2 separate regions of the Sus scrofa genome follow, and region 2 is linked to region 1. Evidence: chromatin contacts called from public HiChIP or PLAC-seq data. All regions are on one chromosome and are shown on one strand. Each heading gives the region's core, a stretch centred on a gene start, on an enhancer-like site or on the middle of the called end of the contact. The rest is flanking DNA. Distances are from core to core; before and after follow the strand shown. Region 1 has its middle 14 kb from the start of FRY. Region 2 overlaps N4BP2L1 (NEDD4-binding protein 2-like 1).

Region 1 (6,182 bases), core at 2,097-4,596:
TTAGACACCTGCGTGGCACCCGCTACCCCTTCCTGCTCTTCCCGAGTAGAAAAAGAGCTTCAGGAGTTCCCGTCGTGGCTCGGTGGTTAACGAATCCAACTAGGAACCATGAGGTTGCGGGTTCGATCCCTGCCCTTGCTCTGTGGGTTAAGGATCCACCGTTGCTGTGAGCTGTGGTTTAGGTCGCAGATGCGGCTTGGGTCCTGCGTTGTTGTGGCTGTGGTGTAGACTGGCAGCTAGAGCTCTGATGAGACCCCTAGCCTGGGAACCTCCATATGCCAAGGGTGTGGCCCTAGAAAAGACAAAAAAAGAAAAAGAAAAACAGCTTCGGAATGTCCTCAGAGACGCTCTCGGCCTGATGCTTGGAGGATGGCTGCGGAAGCGCTCCATCGAGAAATCTCTCCCTTAGCACGCAGAAGTGATGGGATCTGCATTCTGGCCTCCTCCCCCAACAGGCACTTGGTGGTTTGCAAAAGGGCCCAGATTTCAGGCCGTCCAGCTCTCCCGCCCCTGGAGACCTGGGTAAAGCCCTTCGAGCTGAGGTGTGGGGTCTCCATCTGTGTGACGAGTGGATTTCATTCCGGGCGGGTGAGACCCTCGCCCCGCCCCCTGCCCAGGTTCTGCCGATCTTGCTTCCATCTTCAGAGCTGCCTTTTGTGTTCCCTTCCCCGCTGCTCCTGTGCTCTGCCTCTTCTACACACAAAGTGTTGTAGTTTCGGGGCTACAACACACAGCTAGGATGGAGCCCCCTCTACAACCGATGCGCTTGGAAAGTGTAGCGGGAAATAAGAAATCCACCAAGAAAATGGGGACTGTGCTTCCAGCTTCCTTCGCCCTCGGCTTTTCGCCTCCTGGGGCTGCCAGCTGACCCTTCTTCTTGGCCAAAATGAGAGTTCGTTCAAACATATCTGGGAGCCCAAAAATGATGGACAGCTTCCGCGTGGAGCAGATGGAAGGCCCCGAGCAGCCGGGGTAAATCACCAACACGCTCGGGCCCCTCCATTGATGAGACTATTGGCTCATCCATTCATTGACCCCAACAGCTGTTCCTTCCGTGATCACCCACCGAGTGCCTCCTCCGAGCTGTGGACGGGGCTCACGGGGGGGGCCCCGGTGATGAACGTGGGATCTGCCCTCGTGGAGTCGAGAGTCCAAAGAGGGAGGGAAGCGTGTTGGAAAGTGACCCAATAAATGCACAACTATGAATGGTGATAAGGGCTATTTTTTAAAAAATAAAAGTAGCGGTGAGGAATCATAACAGTGGGTCTGGGTGGAGACCCGGATGTCAGGGGAAGGCTTCTCTGGAGAAGTAATGCCTGGACCAGTGGGAGGATGGACAGGATTTAGCCAGACAAAAGGAACAGAGGATGCATGTAGGCCACTGTGGACCAGCCCTGCTTAGACCTTGAAGGGAGGAGGGCGAGGTGGCCAGAGAATCGGGGCGGGGGGGCGGGGGAGGACTGGAGATGAGGCGGGGCCAACCTGCAAGACCAGGAGAGTTTGAGAAGGAGGGAGGGGGTCAGGGCAGCAGATGCTGCTGAGATGCCATTTAAATAAAAGACGGAGGAGTTCCCGTCGTGGCGCAGTGGTTAACGAATCTGACTACGAACCATGAGGTTGCGGGTTCAGTCCCTGCCCTTGCTCAGTGGGTTAAGGATCCAGCGTTGCCGTGAGCTGTGGTGTAGGTTGCAGACGCGGCTCGGATCCCGCATTGCTGTGGCTCTGGTGTAGGCCGGTGGCTACAGCTCCGATTCGACCCCTAGCCTGGGAACCTCCATATGCCGCGGGAGCGGCCCAAGAAATAGCAAAAAGACCAAAATAAATAAATAAATAAATAAATAAAAGACGGAGAAGTGCCCATGGGCTCCTTGGAGGCTCCTGGCACCTCAGTGGGAGAGCGGCAGAAGACAGCCTGGAACTGGCCGAAGGGGAGGCAGGAGGCGGAGGGGGGAGAGGAGTGAGGGCAGCTGGGCTGAGACGGGGAGCAACGATGCTAAGGTAGAAAATGGTAGGAAATGTGGGCTCAAAAGGAGGGTTTTTGTACTGTCTGTGGTTTGCTTGTTAGAGGAAAGTCATTCAACATTTGAATAAAGACAGGAGGGAGCTCCCACTGTGGCTCAGTAGGTTATAAACCTGACTACTACCCATGAGGATGCGGGTTCCATCCCTGGCCTCGCTCAGTGGATGAAGGATCCCGTGTTGCTGTGTCTGTGACGTAGGCCAGCAGCGGCAGCTCCCATTTGACCCCCTAGCCTAGGAACTTCCTAAAAGAAAAAGAAAAAAAGAAGAAAATGGGAAAGGCTTCACAGAAAGAAAAAGGCTGAGAGAGCAGGGGAGTGAGGGCCCAGCAGCAAGGCGAGAAGGGGTCAGAAGAGGCAGTTCCTCCATCTAACAGGAGACGGGGGCTTTGGGGATTTGGTGGCAGAAAAACAGGAGCAAAGTCATCCCCGAGAAGGGGGCGGCAGGAAGCAAGAAAGGCCAGCTGCAGAAAGGGGAGCCCCGCTTCCCTGGCTCTCGAACCCACGGGCAGGACTTTCTTTTCTGCCGATCCCCTATCCACCCATCCCGTTCTCAAGAGTATTTAGAGTGTCTGGCTTTCATTTCCTGTGGTTTTCTGAAGCCAAATGACACCACTTTGAGACATTTCCTTACAAATCTTGAATATTCTGCCATGGGAAACGTGCCTTTTGCCCTGGTAAGTTTTCTTCCCAGTTTTGTTTCGAATTCATTTCACGACCCTCCTTCCTCCACGTTCTTATTTGACCCTTTGAGCTGCCGATAGCCTTCGGCCTTGTTGTTTGAAAAGCCCACAATTGCGTGTCTGTCTTTTCTGGTGGTTTTTGTAACTACATCTCACAGTTCCGTGGCCTTCCATTCCAGTTTTATAGAACACTTTGTGAAGGTGGACTCTTTCATGCAAACCCACTGGCAAAAATACCCCAATACTTTGCCTTGTGTATTTTGCCCCCCGCCCCCAATGATTAAGAACTTCCAGCCAACATTTGTGGCAGTGACTCAAATGTCTGCTAGATCTTGCCTTTCCTCTTCCTGTCCTGTTAGATCAGGTCCTGCTGCTTTCACCTCTGGGCTTCGCATTTGTGTAGTTCTTGCTCTGGGTCCTGTACTCATACTCTCCAGATCCATCTCTTTGCTCCAGACAGCCAGCCTCTTAATTTTTCTTGCAATGGCAATCTGAAGCAGGGGAGCCCCCTCAGAGGTCCAGCTCATCTCGTTGGGGTTCACAAGTCCATCCCAAATAGCTTTAGCAACGATGAAGGCTGGGGAAGGGAACGCACCCTTGGTGAGCCTTTCCCTGCTACGGGCATTCTCTATGCTCCAGGAACCCTTAGAGTAAACCTGGTGTGCTGGTCCCAGTTCACAGACAAATCTCAGATTCAGTGACTTCTTGAGAACTATTTCAGGGCCAGGACTGGAAAGAGTCCTTCTTCCCTGTCTAAAGCTCAAGAGGGCTGAAGGTTATCGCTGTGCATCTCTGGGCACTGGTGAAGTAGAGGCCTCAGTTAAGGGCTTGGGTCTTCACTTGCTTCAAACATTGAACCCCCTGCAATGTATCCTCAATTCCAGACAGACATCGCCTTCACCACTAGGTGGCGATGTAGCAGCACCACCAGTGATCACCATGCAAGTAGAAAAATAGACCCAAGAACAAGCCTTTTGGAGCTAGGGCATTCCAATTCCCCCCCCCCCTTTAAATAATTTCTTGAAACAACGTTAGTATTACATAAAGTTAGTCATTTTAAAGTGACATTCACAATGGCGTGCAACCATCACCTCCATCTAGTTCCAAAACATTCCCATTGCTCCAGAGTAAAATCCTTAACCATTAAGGGAGTAAAATCTCCCCACTCTGGCAACAGCCGATCTGCATCTTGTATTTTTATGGATTTACATATTCTGATGTTTCTTAAAAAGAGAGTCATACTGGAGTTCCCATCGTGGCGCAGTGGTTAACGAATCCGACTAGGAACCATGAGGTTGTGGGTTCGATCCTTGGCCTTGCTCAGTGGGTTAGGATCTGGCGTTGCCGTGAGCTGTGGTGTAGGTTGCAGACGCGGCTCGGATCCCGCGTTGCTGTGGCTCTGGTGTAGGCCAGTGGCTACGGCTCCGATTAGACCCCTAGCCTGGGAATCTCCATATGCCGCAGGAGCAGCCTAAGAAATAGCAAAAAGACAAAAAAAAAAGAGAGAGTCATACAATATGGGACCTTTATGTCTGGCTTCCTTCTCTTAGTATAGGCTTATCCATGTAGCGTGTCTCTGTACTTCAGTTCTTTTTATGGCTGGATAATATTCCAGTGTATGAATAGACCATAATTTGTTCATTCCTTCAACCATTGATGGACATTTGAGCTGTGCCATCTTTTGGCTGTTGGGAGTAGTGCTTCTATGAACATGGATGTACATACCTTTGTTTGAGTTCCTGTTTTCAGTTCTTTGTGGGTGTATACATAAAGTGGGTCATTTGGTAATTCTGTGTTTAACTTTTGGAGGATCTGTTAAATGTTTCCACAGCAGCTGAGCCCATTTGCAGTCTCACCAGCAGGGTATAGGATTTTCACATTTTTTTTGACTGTTGACGCACAATGAGAAAAATACTTTACATTGCAACACATTATTCACGTATGTATGTATTTGTGTAACATATATGTCTACATCGTATCTGTTTATATATTTACATAAAACAGAAGTTTGATGAGACAGCGCTCAGCCTTAATACGGCACAGTATACTCGGATGCAACCTTCCTGTTCTATTTTATTAGTTTTGATCCACCAAATGCGTTCCACAACACAGAGCCAAACGAAATCTTAAAAATTAAATTAGCTCTTAAGATCAAAGTCCTATTTTAAGTGTAAATAATCTAACATAACTCCTCTCCCCTTGTTTACTCAAAGAATTTAGGCTGTCCTTCATAAGCTTATGGATACACAAGTTTGGGGGGGGAGCTAATTTGAACGCACAACGATGGCATTTTGTACGGTGTAGTCTCAAACATGGACCGTTTAGGTCGCACGCCAACAGGAGTGGTGCCGCATGCCCTTGGCAGTGTGAGGATTCTGATGACACAGTCCTCCGTGGTCCAGTGACAAGGATGTCGGTGCGTGTGGGCCCTAGGGTTTCTAGGAAAAGTCCGGTGATACTGTTGTTTCCATCTCTTGTTGGGTTCCATTCTTTATATACCACCTGACAACTTCATAGTAGAGGAAGATACTGAAGAGGGCAGCGGGGAGGACAGAAAGAGCCCGTGGCAGGAGAGAGAGAAAAGCAGAATTGAGAGGAACACATGAAGAGCTTCTCACGTGCACGTCAATAATTTATGACCATGTTGAAGAGAATCCCGAAACCGACCTCTCCTGCAAGGGATGGTGTTTGGGAGAAAGGATGTTTGGGTAGAGAAACGTCCATTGAAAGGGACAAAGGACTGATGGGAGCAGGTCCTCCATAGAATGGAGGGGGTTGTGGGCTTATGGGGGGGGGATGACACAGGCTTATGAACCTCTAACTGAAATTAACCTCGAACTAAAAAATGGTATATTCTTCAGTTATCAGTATCGTCAACCTCATTAACCTCTATCTGAAATGCTGTCCTGTATTCGCAGGATTTGCAACTTGACTTCCAGGTGAAATCAGAGATAGCAGCATCTCATGACAGTTGGTTCAGGTAGATTTTCAATATGGTTTAGGTTCATTATCTTATTTTAAATTATTATAATTATTAGGCCTGTCTCTAGATGATGTTATTTCATGTTATTAAAGAATGCATATGTAGGGAGTTCCCACTGTGGCACAGAGGAAGCAAATCTGACTAGTATTCATGAGGATGTGAGTTTTATCCCTGGCCTCGCTCAGTGGGCTAGGGATCTGGTGTTGCCTTGAGCTGTGGTATAGGTCGCAGATGTGGCTCGGATCCTGGGTTGCTGTGGCTCTGGCGCAGGCCAGCAGCTGCAGATCCAATTTGACCCCTAGTATGGGAACTTTCATATGCTGTGGGTGTGGCCCTAAGAAAAAAGAATGCATATATACAATACCGCAAGTGAAAATAATTTGATTTTTATTTATTTTTTATTTTTTATTTTCCCACTGTACTGCAAGGGGGTCAGGATATCCTTACATGTATACATTACAATTATATTTTTCCCCCCGCCCTTTCTTCTGTTGCAAC
Region 2 (6,182 bases), core at 1,163-3,662, 370 kb after region 1:
GAAAGAGGCTCAGTGACCCAACAACCCGAGGAGAACAGGGAGGAAGCCATGGCTATAAATACCTTGGGGCAGTCTCCCTGAGGCCTGGTGTGGCTGGACCTTCTTGGTGCTGCCAACTACGCCAAGGCTGAGCCCTATCCTTGGAGAGATGGACGTCAACCAACACCAGCCCCACAGACACTGCCAAGCCACAGCAGCTACGGGGACTCCTAGTGAAAGGTTTTCAGGCTGTCCCGCTGTTCACTCTCGCCTTTAGCCCTCGGGTGCCAGTGTGGCCCCACTGCACAGTATCTAGCAGACATTCCTTTCAGTATCTTGCACGTGAACAAGCCCTTGCAGAGAATCCCAGCAAGGCCACAGGTTTCCCCGATGTGTATGTTTTTCTGGTGGTCAATTCAGCCATGCTCAGAAGAGGAGGAGGAGTCAGAAGCACACCCACTTCAGCATCAACTTCTTTTTCGCCATGTTTTCCCAAAATGGCATCAATCAGTCCCAGACAACACAACAGTGGCCATACAGGAAAACTGTCGTTTTGAGCTCTTTTCTGACTGCTGCTTAAATGGGTAAGCTTTCTTTGATGCTTATTTTTAAATTCCTTTTTAGGGTAACTATCAGGTGAAGGAGATGACACATCAAACATTTTCGCATGTAAAACATAAAAATGGTTTTCCTATGAACTGAAGAGAAGAGAATTCTGGAGCATTTGGATTAAGTGGCTCTATTCCTCTTTTTCCCCCTTCTTGTCTCTTCTCCACAGCTTATTCACTGTTTTACATTTCTCTTTATGTGAATAATCTCCTTTTTGGTTTTGTTGTTTAGTCAAGATGCATGTTGATTCTGAGCTACCAACTCTTCAGAAACTTCTGGCATTAACAGATCTATTGGGGTTCAGTGGTAACGAACCCGACTAGTATCCATGAGGATGCGGATTCAACCTGTGGCCTCTCTCAGTGGGTTAAGGATCCAGCATTTCCATGAGCTGTGGTGTAGGTCACAGATATAGCTTGGATCATGCCTTGTGTGAGGCTGTGGTCATGGCGTAGGCTGGAAGCTAAAGCTCTGATTCTAACCCTAGCCAGGGGGACTTCCACATGCTGCAGGTGTGGCCCTAAAAAAAAAAAAAAAAAAAAAAGCAAAGCAAAGCAAAACAAAAAAACAAATCTATCAAATACTCAGGTCTACTATGTGTCAGGCCTTCTTCTAGGGGCTGAATAAAGCTCCTGATCTCAGGGTGCTTGCATCACAACTCATGAAGCTTACTTTCTTATAAAATACATAGATAACAAACAAACAAGTATCTATGAGGTGGCACTAATGCAAGGAAGGGAAGTCAAAGTACAAGCAAAGGATGGAGAATTGCTACTCTCAGTGGCAGAGAAAGCCCCTCAGACCCTGTTCTTCATCATATCCTTAAAAGGAATACTGAAATATCCCAGTTATACAAGCTCACTTCAACAGGACTCCGTAGTAGCTGTGGAAAGTGGATGAAGCTGTGTTCATCCATGAACATCCCTGGTAAGAGAAGACCACTTTGTGCACAATGAAATTCCGAGTCTCAGGATCAAATGCATGATTCTCTGATCTTAACGTTCTCACCTAAAACATAAAAACAATTAGCACCTCCACTGAAAGAGGATTTTATAGTTTGCCTTTTGCTGTGTGATCACATCTCTGAATTTAAGAGAGCTGCAGGTCAAAATAAAAAACCATCTCAGGAGTTCCCATCGTGGTGCGGCAGAAACAAATCTGACTAGGCACCATGAGGTTGTGGGTTTGATCCTGGCCTCACGCAGCAGGTTGAGGATCCGGCGTTGCCATGAGCTGTGGTTTAGGTCGCTGATGCGGCTTGGATCTGGTGTTGCTGTGGCTCTGGCACAGGCTGGCAGCTGTAGCTTTGGTTAGACCTCTAACCTGGGAACCTCCATGTGTTGTGGGTGTGGCCCTAAAAAGCAAATAGCAAAAAAAAAAAAAAAAAAATTTCATTCTTAAAAAACAAAAACCAAACAAACAAACACTCCATGTCAGGATTATTGTAAAAATCCTAAGTAAGCACATATAAAGTGCCTGCACACAGTGGACACTCAGTAATGCGGGCTTTCTTTTCTGTCTCCATACTTCCCTCCCCTTTCCCAGGGTCTTACCTTGATCAAAACAGACAGCCTTCTGCTCAAGCCATGCCTGCAACGCGACTGAGAGTCTTATGAAGGAACAATCAGACATGAGACTAATTTTTCTCTATCATGCTATTTCCTCAATCTTACAAAGCCTAGCTATCTTTAGATAACTTGGAATGATAATAAGTAACCTCTAATTGGGTTACTCTAGAGTCTGAACAGGGCTAGAACACTACCATTGAAAAGAATTCACTGAAACGCCAAAAAGGAACTAAGGCAGCTGGGTCACGTTACAAACGCCCTGTCGTGTGAGCAGATGAGGACGAGACTTTAGACACCCCTGGGAGCTCAGTGTTGACTACACTGTCTCCCTTCGCACACCATAGTCAGGATAAACATGAATGCTTATTTAAAAATCTAAATCTCATCTCTTCCCATGGCCTTAAATGGTTCCACATTAATAAAGAAAAATTAATCCTTGATAATTATCAGAAGAAACATTATCAACATTGACAAATAATAACATGTGGCTTCCTTACACTGACAGTGGAGATTCAGGTAAACTAAGTGCTCATAATGGGGCCTTTACGTGTGTTTTTCATTACCCACCAGATGGACACCAACCTCCTTATGCTTTCACCAGCTCACCCCCAGTCTTTGGCGCAGTTATTCTCCTTTTGGTGCAGAAGAAAAAGCTCTGACTAGAACTAAGGAGAATTTGTCCCTATGAGACTTGACCAAGATGTATGACTTCTTAGAACTTAATGTCTTGGGCTTGGGCTAGAAGAAGTCTCAGGGAACTTCCTGTGTATCTCCTGAGATTTTCTTATGAAAACATTCTTGCTCTTTCATTTCCTCCTCTATTTCTACTGCTTCTCTAATCATAACCACACCCATGACATAACACTGCCCCTGAAAATTCAGCAGGGCCTTCTTCCACTATTCCCACAGCTCCAGGAGCACGGGGATGCTGATTCTCTTGTGCTACTTTTCTAGGAAGTGACTGCAACATACACTGCACCGTGTCTTCTTACACTGTGAACATAACGTGGCATGTCGAGTCCTCATTTATCTCAACCTCCAGAGACAGGCACTGCAAGGACTCTGAGAGATGGGGAAAGGAGGTTCAGGACCTACCTGAGGAAAATCACTAAAAATATAAAAAGTTAGTAGCTTCTCCAAGTAGACCTAAGTGACTAAGAATCTGAGACATCACCTGCCTGATACTCTAATTTCATATACACAAACTTGGAATGCTGCAAACTTTCTATATTGACCTTGCTTTTATTTCTGAGAACCCTGGCCTCATAATTTAAAACACCATGGTCCAGGCCTGCTGGCTCACAGCACGGTGGAACGAGTATGCTCTGAGATCCAATTACTCATACTTAGCTAACCTAACTGATCCCCTCTTCTCGCTGCTTCCCGTATTTCATTCTGCTTGGTTGTAAAGTATACCTTTGTCCCCATTGCTGTCCTATCACTGCATCACATCAGGAAAGCATCTTTCACATCCTTGGAAAACTCTAGGGCCAAGAAATGAAAAGGTATTCCTCTTGATGGAAACTTCCACATCATCCAGAGACATAAATGAGGAAAAAGACAGCTGTCACTGAGCATCCTTTGAGCCTAATAAATCCTTGTTACAGACCTTTGTTGATGGTGCCAAAATGAACTAGCACATTGCAAAGGATGCCATGTGCCCTAGAGCATCGTCCCCAGACTTTGCTTTCATTGAAATGTAAAGATTTTTTAAAAATTTCAGGGACTGTCTTAAGGTGGACAATTTTTAATTCTGCAAATAAGGGAAAGAAAGGAAGGAAGGAAGGGAAAGAGAGAGAGAGGGAGAAAAAGAAAGAAAGAAAGAGAGAGGGAGGGGGAAGGAAGAAAGGAAGGGGGAGGAAGGAAGAAAGAAAATAAAGGGAGAGAGGGAGTGAAGAAGAGAAGGAAGAAAGACTACCCTCTACTATTGCCATTTCATTTCAAAAAGACAATTTAGTGGTATATCCATGTAAGGGATTCAGTAGCCCTTACATGGATAAATTAGAAAGATGGGATTAACACACAAATTAATAAGGTTCTGACACATGCCACAACATGGATGAACCCTGAAAACATTAAAGTGAAATAAGCCAGACACAAAAGGATAAAGACTGTATGATTTCACTTACATGACGTATCTGGAATATTTGAATACATACAGAAACTATATCAGAGGTTACCAGGGGCTGAAGGGAGGGGAGATGGGGAGCTGTCTAATGGATAGAGTTTCTGTTTGGTATGATTAAAAAAAAAAAAAAAAACATTTTTTTTTTAAAGATAGAGGTGACAGTTGCTTATCATGCAATTAATGCCACTGGACTAGACACTTAAAAATGGCTCGGTGGTAACAACCCAACTAGTATCCATGAGGTTGTGGGATTCCTGGCCTTACTCTGTGGGTTAAAAATCCAGCATTGCCATGAGCTGCGGTGTAGGTCTCAGACAAGGCCCAGATCTGGCTTTGGTGTAGGTCAGTAGCTGCAGCTCTGATTCAACCCCTAACCTGGGAACTTCCATATGCCAAGGCTGCAGCCCTAAAAAGAAAAAAAGAAAAAAATGGTTAAAATGGCCCCCAAAGGAGGACATTTTCACACACACACACAAAAGACAACAAACAGGTAAACAGAGGTCCATAAATGTTTTCATGGAGGTAGGAGGAAAGGATAGATGCAGATCCAAGTGAGTTTATCAGTTCAGCTGTGGAAACAGAAATTGTTCTGGATCATCTGCTGAGAGTGAAAGGGTCCCGGGTTGGGAATCCTATTCCTTCTATCAACTCAGTACTCTAGCTTTTAACATTCTCCATGATCTGGGATAAATTAGAAAGATGGGATTAACACAGACACACTACTGTCTATAAAATACAGAGTTCCTGCTGTGGCACGGTGGGTTAATGATCCGGTATTGCTGCAACTGTGGGCTGGACTGGATCCCTGGCCTGAGAACTTCTACATGTCACAGGTGCGGCCAAAAAACAAACAAACAAAAAAGCCAAGGACCTACAGCATAGCACAGGGAACTCTACTCAATATTATGTAACAATCTATATGGAAAAAAAGAATAGATATATGTATATGCATAACTGATTAACTTTGCAGTATATGTGAAATACAACGTTTTAAGTCAACTGTAGTCCAATAAAATTTTTGAAAATAATAAATTTAAAAAATGACATATTTGGTTATTTAATAAATGTTTTGTCATACAGCCTGGACCTGTCAAGTTATTTAATAAAACTCTTTTCAACTAACTTAAAAAGTTATTTTCACCTTTAAAAAGCTAGCAATTAATAGGCACTCATAGAAATAATTTAGAGGAAAAGGATATAATCCATCCCACTGTCATAAAGTCAATAACTATGAATAATATCTATCTTTTTACACATTTGTCTATTAGTATATGCAGATGTCCTTTCATTGAACAGAAAGTGGATTTTCATGTATACATTTGCATGTCAAATGTACAACTACGTTCTCATTTATGACTCATGACTTATAAACCCATCATTTATTTCTCTATGTTTAAGCTGTTTCACAGTTTTTCCCTATCATCTTTAAAAACTCTTTCAATGAGCATTTTTCTATCCTCATGTACTTGTCCAGTTATTGCCTTGGGATAAATTCCTGGAAGTAGTACTTACAGGTCAATGGTGAGAACCTCTTTTTGAAATGTCTTTTTGAAATGAAATAGAGGTGATAAAACACATATAGGGAGCATGCTAACTTTTTATATTCTGATGTACTTAAAATTTTTAAACCAGAAAGACACCAACTAATTTTTTTTAATATGACCCCAGAATTTAAATAGATGTTTTCTACATCCCAGTCCCTTCAAACTATGAAAACATACAAGTGAAAACCACAGAAATCTAACATTGATTTGGAAGACCAGACATATCCTAATTTCAAAAACATTTTTATTTCTTTAATCAAATATAGAAATCAAAAATAGAAGATGAACCCACATTTGTAAAAAGGGACCTCCTCCAACTTTTAAAGAAAAAAAGTTTTTATTTTTCTGATCCAA

The links. HiChIP or PLAC-seq counts read pairs in DNA pulled down with a chosen protein or histone mark.
Region 2: a contact with region 1 is called in an H3K27ac HiChIP or PLAC-seq map of alveolar macrophages. The contact joins two enhancer-like sites. A contact is called at or near these places in 1 of 5 promoter capture datasets (liver), 1 of 47 Hi-C or Micro-C datasets (embryonic fibroblasts) and 1 of 2 datasets of contacts at active chromatin or transcription factors (alveolar macrophages).

What each region holds. Positions count from the first base shown.
Region 1 is chr11:8,501,130-8,507,311 of Sscrofa11.1, forward strand. No RefSeq gene overlaps it. Among named protein-coding and RNA genes, the nearest start is that of FRY, 14 kb to the right of the region's middle. Within about 2 kb of position 3,347, at least 11 of the 83 cell types and tissues checked have an H3K27ac peak or open chromatin away from gene starts, as enhancers often do. A contact at or near this core is called in alveolar macrophages, where this site is marked.
Region 2 is chr11:8,876,364-8,882,545 of Sscrofa11.1, forward strand. All of the region lies in intron 2 of N4BP2L1 (NEDD4-binding protein 2-like 1), which reads right to left. Among named protein-coding and RNA genes, the nearest start is that of N4BP2L1, 11 kb to the right of the region's middle. Within about 2 kb of position 2,413, at least 1 of the 83 cell types and tissues checked has an H3K27ac peak or open chromatin away from gene starts, as enhancers often do. A contact at or near this core is called in alveolar macrophages, where this site is marked.